2 separate regions of the Mus musculus genome follow, and region 1 is linked to region 2. Evidence: chromatin contacts called from public HiChIP or PLAC-seq data. All regions are on one chromosome and are shown on one strand. The core of a region is the stretch at or near the end of the contact, and the rest is flanking DNA. Distances in the headings are between cores, read along the strand shown.

The links. HiChIP or PLAC-seq counts read pairs in DNA pulled down with a chosen protein or histone mark.
Region 1: a contact with region 2 is called in an HNF4G HiChIP or PLAC-seq map of pancreatic cancer cells. The contact joins the promoter of Bdnf here to the enhancer-like site in region 2. A contact is called at or near these places in 1 of 15 datasets of contacts at CTCF or cohesin (the NIH/3T3 cell line), 6 of 484 Hi-C or Micro-C datasets (the HL-1 cell line, embryonic stem cells, nephron progenitors and 1 more), 3 of 115 datasets of contacts at active chromatin or transcription factors (embryonic stem cells and pancreatic cancer cells) and 1 of 9 other capture datasets (liver).

Annotation. Positions count from the first base shown.
Region 1 is chr2:109,690,498-109,695,043 of GRCm38.p6, reverse strand. It overlaps Bdnf (brain derived neurotrophic factor), which reads right to left and starts at 1,481. Exons shown (of 2, transcript NM_001048142.1): 1 at 1,135-1,481.
Region 2 is chr2:109,576,886-109,581,027 of GRCm38.p6, reverse strand. No RefSeq gene overlaps it. Among named protein-coding and RNA genes, the nearest start is that of Bdnf, 110 kb to the left of the region's middle. Within about 2 kb of position 1,772, at least 31 of the 459 cell types and tissues checked have an H3K27ac peak or open chromatin away from gene starts, as enhancers often do. A contact at or near this core is called in pancreatic cancer cells, where this site is marked.

The DNA.
Region 1 (4,546 bases), core at 232-2,731, 110 kb before region 2:
ACTCTTGCCAGTGTGGCCAGAAGAGGGCACCCTCTACCTTCCTAGCTCAGCTCTCCTGGCCCTCCCCTCCCTCCTCCTTGGATCCTCCCTCTCTCCCTCCGGCTCCCCCCATCCCCAAGTCCCCATCCCCAGTTTCCTAGCCCAGGCTCCACCCCCAACTCACGAATTGTTTTCACTAAAACACCAGTTCAAACTCAAACTCACAGCCTGTGGCTCACCGCCCTCAGCAGCCCCGGGGGGAACAACACCACCCCCCCCCCACCCCCGGCAGCAATTTCCCCTTCTTCCTTGTCATCAAGCACAAAGCCCCCATCTTCAGCTATTTCTTTCTACGCTTAGGTCGCTTATCCATTGCTCTTCCTGTTTCAGCATCCCTGGAAATCAAAACTAGCCTCTTCATCCTCCATAAACACCCAACCTACTCCCGGATGAAAGTCAAAACTTTCACTTCCTCAGGAGGATGCCCAAAGGGAGGTGCGCAGGATGGACAGAGGGTCGGATACAGGCTGTCCTGGAGTTCCGCAGACCCTTTCAGGCCCCAGCGATAAGAAGGGTCCCAAGTTTTCCTAGTTAAACGTTGACCTTGGACCTGTAAGTAAGCTTTGGTAGTACTCCCTAGAGAGCAGGTGACAGTGAACAGCCTGTTGTGATACCCAGGAAAAGAGATGAGGACAGAAGGCGCCAAGACCCATTCTCGGACTACACACCACCCCGGTCCAAATTTGCGTGGAGAGTGCCTAAGCCGGTGGTAAGGGCTCTCATCCCAGCCCTGTCCCGGTGCCATCCGTCTGAGCCCCCAACAGCTGTCGCTCTATATCTCTCTCACCACCCTTCCTCGTCTGCGGGAGGACTTCGGGGATCCCCGGGACGCAGGCTTAGCTCCCATGGCGCAAGTCGTCCTCTTCCCTTGGCTTTTTCTCTCACACTGAAGGGATTCCTGGGGTCGCACTGTCCCTCAGAGTCGTGGGATCCCGGGAGAACGCTCCCCAGGAGCAAGCCCGCCCCTCCGCTGTCCCGGGACGAAGGTGAAGCCGGAGTTCTGCAGTCCCACAACTTCTCAGTCCCCTAGCCAACTTTCCCGGGCGCACGCGCCTCTGGCTCTCGCACTTAGCCCCACGCCCCGCAGTCGCCTACCTCAGGGTCCACACAAAGCTCTCGGATCCCCGGCAGTGGAGTCACATTGTTGTCACGCTTCTGGTCCCTGCGCCCTGCCCTGGGCCCCGTGCGCTTTCTCGTCTGCCCCAAGGCAGTGGTGGCAGTTGAAGGAACCGGGTCTCATCAAAGCCTCCCAGGCGGAGGTGGCGCGCCGCCCCAGGCGGTTTCCTTCTCCAAGCCCGGGAGTCCCGGGCGCACTGGGAACCGTGCGACAGCCAGCCAGCGGGTGCGCCCCGGCACGGCAGCAGCGACGGGCACCCAGAGCTCAGCCAGAGCCAGGCACTGGGGTCAGACATTATTTAGCTCTTCGGTTGAGCTTCGATTGGTCAGACAGCGCCGCCCCTATCCCCTCCCTGCTCCGCCGCGCCACCGATACCCATTGGGGTGGCTGCTTAAAGGGGACGACGCGCCTTTTCCTTGCGGGGGCTCAGCCCTCGGAAGCCCTCGGAAGCCCTCGGAAGCCCTCGGGGTATCCCTGATCGCCTTGCACTGGCTTCTCTCCATTTCCCCGGAGCTCGCTGCTTAAACCCAAAGCTCTGTGCCTGCCCTCTGCGGTCTCCGCAGGGTGCCCTTTGCTAGGAGGGGTGGTCGAATCCCGGTTCCTAGGCACCCTACTCCCCGCAATGTGCTCTAGAGTAGGAGGAAGCGAGTGTGAGTCTCACACGTTCAAATCTTTCTCCCCTGGTTTGCAACTCTCCCCATCTTTTCCATCCCAGCACCCAAGTTCTGTGGGAGAGGGCGTGCATCCACCCCCACCCCCAGGCCCCGGCCCCAGACACACCTTCCCGCACCTTCCCGCACCACAAAGCTAGAAAAAGCGAACACACAATGAAACTACACAGAGTGTGCGGGGTTATGGTTTACTCCGCTACCTTAAACACATCGGCTTAACCAGAGTTTGCGCCCTGACCTCTCCGGAGTGTGCCTAATAGAATTCAATCAAGATAATAACAGTATTTTTTATTAATGAATAACCCCGGATAGCATTACACCAAGTTACTGCTTCTAGCCGGGAAGCCTAGGCAATAACAGACCTCACTAAAGCCATATGCTTCCCAGCAGACCAAACGGGGGCGGGGGGGGGGGTGAGGAAAGAGAAAGAAAAGAAACCCACCTTTTTCAGTCACTACTTGTCAAAGTAAACATCAAGGCAGCTGCTCTGGGGAAGACCGGTCCCCAAGGTTCTAGACTCTTACTATATATTTCCCCTTCTCTTCAGTTAAAAGGGGGAGGGGGCGAGTCTTTGGTGGCCGATATGTACTCCTGTTCTGCAGCAAAGAAGTTAAATTATTGATAGTGGAAATTGCATGGCGGAGGTAATACTCGCACGCCTTCAGCGAGAAGCTCCATTTGATCTAGGCAGAGGCTGGGAGATTTCATGCTAGCTCGCCGGGGGTGGGTGGGGGGAGCGGCAGCGAGAGCAGTCCTCTCCTCGGTGAATGGGAAAGTGGGTGGGAGTCCACGAGAGGGCTCCACGCTGCCTTGACGTGAGCTGTCATATGATACCTCCTCTGCCTCGAAATAGACACTCTAGTGCACGAATTACCAGAATCAGAATTCCGCGCATTTAAAATGATACATCTTTTATTAGAAGAATTCCGTTCCAGGGCATTGCATGCTTTGTAGATGTTTTCACTTCCAGTCCTAGCAAATTCACGCACACAGAAGCCAAGCCTGTCATTATCTAGGCAGCAACAACACATCAATATATATATGTATATATACTTAACCAGGATTTAGGGTGAGGGGTGGGTAGCTCACTAAGCCCCCTTCCTCTAGAGCAGAGAGTGGTCTTTGGACCGTTTTTGTTTGGTTGTTTGATTTTTTTTTTAACCTATGAGAGATCAGTTACATGACTAGGTTCTGGAGGGCTACTTTCATTTAGCTGTATGATAAACTCTGCCAAGTGTCTACCTGGATTGCTGCTTTGTTAAACGTTGCCCCTCTAATCCAGCCAATAAGTAAAGGCTAGGGCAGACAGACCTTTATTATTCATTTTATTTTATTTTTTTTTAGAAAAAAATATAAAAGAACAAGAGGGCAGTATTGAGCACGGTGCCACAGCCTCTTGTTAACATAATCACCTGTCTGAGGATTAAAAGAGAGGCTCCTTCTTCTAAGGCTGGCCTTTAGTATGTCTGAGACAGGGCCCAGTGATTAGCACTGTAATAAGCAATTCATTCACAGACGATTTCAAGTCACCGTGAAAAATTGGCATATGTGACTCAGAAAGGAGGCAAAAATGGGTATCCGAGACTCTTGCACCCCAACTTCTGTGACCCCTTGTATGTGAATGCTTGTGAAATCTGAATGACTTAATCGTTGTTAAGGCATTGCTGTATGACTGTATCTGAATGCTTAAACATTAAATTTCCTAGAGGAAAGGAGGTTCATAACAGTTCTTTTTCCCAGATGTCTGTTGTCACCAGAGTGGGCTATTGTACTGAATATATGGCGGTAGTGTATACTGAGATTCATTTACCAAGGGCTGATGGTTAACAAAGTGAAATTACTAATATTTGCTATTTGAAAGCTTCCAAAACCTGCTGACAGAAATCTTTCTGTTTTATAAGTGAAGAACCAGAGATTCAATACCTTATAGTAATTCAACCAAGAATACCAGAGATCCACCCTTAAAGACCTCAAAAGCTCAAGCGAGAAAGGCCTCCTCCTTCTACCCTTTGTCCTTCAGTAAAGGGAAATCATCAGAACTCAAGCTACTTTAGAGTCCCCTTACAAATTGTTGCTCTGGATAGTCAGGCTATTCAAATATATGCACACTCTCAGAGTGTCACTCACAGTTCGCTTTGCCCCACTGACAACTTGGTGGAGCATGTGATCAAAACAAAGGATCTTACAACACAGATGATAGAGGGCATGAAGCTAGGCTTGGGCCACCTTAAAGACCCTCTGTTTCTTCCTAGGTTATAGGCTGAATATAACCATGATTTCTTCTATCATCATAACTTAAGTGACTATATTACAATCTTTAAAGCTACTGGTATATCTTTAAAAAGGACTGGAGGAGTCCTACCTGCAATTTTAAAAGGTAAATAATTTTAAATCAGCTTCAAACAAATGTCTACTTTCCAACTTTACATTTGTTAGGAATGGGTTTTGCCCCCAGGGTTTTGTAACCTGTTAAAATTTACTTCTTTTCCAAAAACTCTGTTGCAAGCAAATGTCTTTGCTAGCACCTGTGTTGCTGCTCAGGTAGATATTATGTCAGATCTCTATACTATGGAACTTACATTACCCTGTTAGCACTTCCTCAGGGTGGAACCATGCTTTCACCCTGAGACTCTGATTGGATGGCTGATCCTGTTAGTCTCACTCTCCTTTGACACCATAGACATAAATGCTTGTGTCTTCCTTTTCCAGTGGGTGGTGC
Region 2 (4,142 bases), core at 523-3,022:
TTTTAGCCACACGGAGGTTACCAATGACCTTGACAAGGGTTGTGTTCAGTACAAAATGTGATGTTGTAGGTATGATGGGAAATGGAGGGGAGGAGCTGGAATAGAAAATACACACAACTTTTTTGGTGATATTATCCTGCAAACAGGAAGGAAGAATAGATGATGGTTGGAGAAGCCTATGTCATAAGGTCACTGGGGCTGGTAAAGTGTTTATTTTGCAAGTTTGAGGACCAGTGTTCAGATCTCCAGCACTCATGTAAAAGAAACTGGCATGATAGCAACTCCCTGCAAACAGTGCTGAGAAGGCAGAGACAGAAGGATCCCAGAGGCTCACTGGCCAGACACTCTAGCCAATCCGTGAGCTCCAGACTTAATGAGAGACTGTCTCAAAATACAAAGTGGAGAGGAATAGGGGAAGATATGTGTGGTGTTAACCTCTAGCCTCCATTGGCTGTGAACATACTCTCACTTGTGCACATACACAGGAACATATGCACAGATAGAGGATACTAGGTCATGTTTGGATGCTGATGAGCATGGCTCACTAAAATAAGAGAAGCTGAAAATTCAGAGATGGAAGAGAACAAGTCAACAGTTCGTATAGCAGTGGGGTAGTGGCATTGCATTTGATGAAGCAGTGGGGCAGTGGCATTGCATTTGATGAAGCAGTGGGGTAGTGGTATTGCATTTGATGAAGCAGTGGGGCAGTGGTATTGCATTTGATGAAGCAGTGGGGTAGTGGTATTGCATTTGATGAAGCAGTGGGGCAGTGGTATTGCATTTGATGAAGCAGTGGGGCAGTGGTATTGCATTTGATGAAGCAGTGGGGTAGTGGTATTGCATTTGATGAAGCAGTGGGGTAGTGGTATTGCATTTGATGAAGCAGTGGGGCAGTGGTATTGCATTTGATGAAGCAGTGGGGTAGTGGTATTGCATTTGATGAAGCAGTGGGGCAGTGGTATTGCATTTGATGAAGCAGTGGGGCAGTGGTATTGCATTTGATGAAGCAGTGGGGTAGTGGTATTGCATTTGATGAAGCAGTGGGGCAGTGGTATTGCATTTGATGAAGCAGTGGGGCAGTGGTATTGCATTTGATGAAGCAGTGGGGTAGTGGTATTGCATTTGATGAAGCAGTGGGGCAGTGGTATTGCATTTGATGAAGCAGTGGGGTAATCTAAGATTACAATTAAGGTAGGTTAGTCATGACTAGTGTGAAATGTACAGGCCAGAGACAGATCTCTCGGGTGGTTCAAGTTTGATTTCTCTGAGACAAGTGAGAACCTCTGAGGTCAAATGCAGACAGCCTTCAGGGAGCTGTGTGGTCTCTCCTCATAGAAGCCTCATCACAAGAAGCAAATCCCTGAATTACTACATGTCTCCATCCTCTCTCCCAGAAGAATAGCTTCCATTATTTTGATTTGGAAGTTAATTCCTTAAAAAAATTTAAATTAGTTAATCAATCAGTCAATTAAGTATGTGCACGTACACATAAATGTGTACACGTGGCATCAGGAGCCATGGTGGAGGGGAATGTAGAGAGGTCAGCTGACAACTTGTGGCTATTGGAGTTCTTCACTCAGGTCACTGGGCTTGACAACAAGCACCTTTACCTACTGACCAATATTGCCGGCCCTGAAAGTAATGTCAAAGAAAGCAGAAAGAGAGAGCTGGAAAAAGTTGTGTATGCAGAACAGCCTCTCTTCAAGTGGAAATTGGAGCTGTCTCCCATTGCTGAGAAGTGGGGATTCCAAAGACTCCCTGGGATTAGAAAAACAAATACTGTACTGTACACAATAGGTCCTTGAGTCAGAAGGGAGGGGAAAAAGAGAAGGCAGAGCAGTACCGCGGGATCAGGAGTCAAACAGCAATTAAGGGAACAAAGGTCAGCAGATAATAATTACAGGCGGTTAGGGAGGGAATTAGAGCTAGAGAGGTGCTAATTACATGAGCCATTTAGACGAGGGTGGGGCTTTTCTGAGAACAACAAAGTGAGGGTTGATTACCTGCTAAAAATAAAGGCAGGCCCTCTGAGCCAGGCTCACAAATCTGGCTCCGCCCCAGTCCTGTTCTGTTTAGCTACTCTGTGGATCCTGTGGGAGTGGCCTGCCTCCAGCTTCTTCCAAGTTTTCAGGCTGGGTCGGGGTCTACAGATCACAGCAGCTCCAAAAGCAGTGGCAGAGTGGAACGGAGGTTGAGGATACAAAGTTAGAATACCGTCATCTAGCGATTCATGTCATAGTTCTAGGAGCTAGTTGGGCCCTGTAGAAGGATGCTGACCAAACAGAGGGAGTGAAATCCTAGCTCCTTCTATTCTTGGTTAAGCTGTCCAAAAGGAGGCTGCAGGAGGAGAGATACTTCTCCTAGATTTAAATGCAATCAATTTCCAGACTATTTTAGCTTTGTAACCAGTACAGGGATGTTGGTCTATCTTTCTCAGTGGCTGACATAGAATCTTTATTTCTCCTGTCGCTTTGTGAGATCACCATTCCCTACTGTGGGTTGTGGGAGTAATTGAAAGGCACAGCAGAGGCAGTAGAAGCAGGGAGCACATACTCAGAGCACTTCTGCTTGTCCAGCCAGCATCTCATTATACCAGCATCCGTGAGGCTTCATGGGACTTTTACACCCACTTTCTGAATATGAGCAGTTTTTGTTGTGAAGCTTTTCCATTGTGATGAATGACATAGTTTACCTGGGAGGCCTTGGTGCGTTTCCGTAGCTATGTTTACCTTTGTTGGGCTTTTATTTTGTATGTTTTTCTGTTGTTGAATGGCAAACTGACCCAAGACCTAAGGACTTCAAGCAGCAATGAAGTGATATCATCTGGTGCTGCAGTTACCTGAGGGTATAATACACAAGAGTGAGGTGCTGTGCTCACAGAGCTGATAGATTTGTGTTTGGTGTTAGTTGGAGGTCTCACTTCCCCTTCATGTAGTTCTTCAGTTATGTACCCTTATGCTATAGAGGCTGACTTATTCTAGAAGGAGCAATAGGAAAGACCGAGAAGGAGGCCCCGTGTGGGTTCATTTGTCTGGTATCCAGTCTTGGATATGACACATCACACACTGTAACCTTCCCCATATTAAATTTGTTCTACATTTCATCCCCAACTCAAAAGGATGAGAATGCTACTGTGTTATAATTTTTTAATTGGATTTGTTCTTTAAGCAATATATAAGCATTGGTTAAATTCATTCACTGATTTATCAACCCCAAATATTTGTTGGGTCCTTACTATATGGTAGGCACAGTTTCTAAAGACCTGGTAAATGGCAAATGAAGTCTGAGTGAGCTGTTCGAGACTCCCAGTGACAGAGAGAATGAGAAGGATGCGGGAAGCTTAACATCACAGAGAAGTTGATCAACAGCTGAATGAAGACACGGAGCTGAGTGAAATCCCTGCTTTTGAGAAATTGAGTGTCTAGTGGAAGGCGTTATGTTAAAAGACCTTCACATAGAGATAATAATTCTGTTAGGTACACCCCCCCCACATACACACAGAGAGAGAGAGAGAGAGAGAGAGAGAGAGAGAGAGAGAGAGAGAGAGAACATAGACACACCTCAGAAATATTCAAAGTATACTATTATATGTTTACCTGCATTCAGTTATCAAGCAATTATTTTATTGTATTTTTTTTGAGGGTAAATGAGGGTGTTTCCAAGTTGTATTTCTAAAAGGAGAGGCACACTGTGAATTTAGGAGTAGCTTTCTAGAGGGCAAGAGAGGTGTGATTTGAAAGGTAGTAAGAGAGAAAAATGTGGCACCAAATGTAAATTGAATATATGTTGATTTCCTGGAAATATTTAAATGAGAAAGTGTGGATTTATAATTGAGCAGTGTAGCACATAAACACTTAAGCATCTTGTCTTTGCCTGTGCCAGCTGGGCACATCTATAGCTAGAGTCAAAGCAGGATGCCAGGAGGCCTTTCCAAGAATAGAGACATGATTCTATGGTTTTGAGGAGGGGAAAGAATAGACTTAAAATGGCTTAGTTTACATACAATCAAATGGCCCAAACACTATGTGTACATACAAGCCCTTACTCAGTGTCATATGTACTCTGCCACAATAACTTAAATGTGTTTGAGTCTGGATACAATTATAATGAAATTTGGAGCAAATGTGTCTAGATATAATATT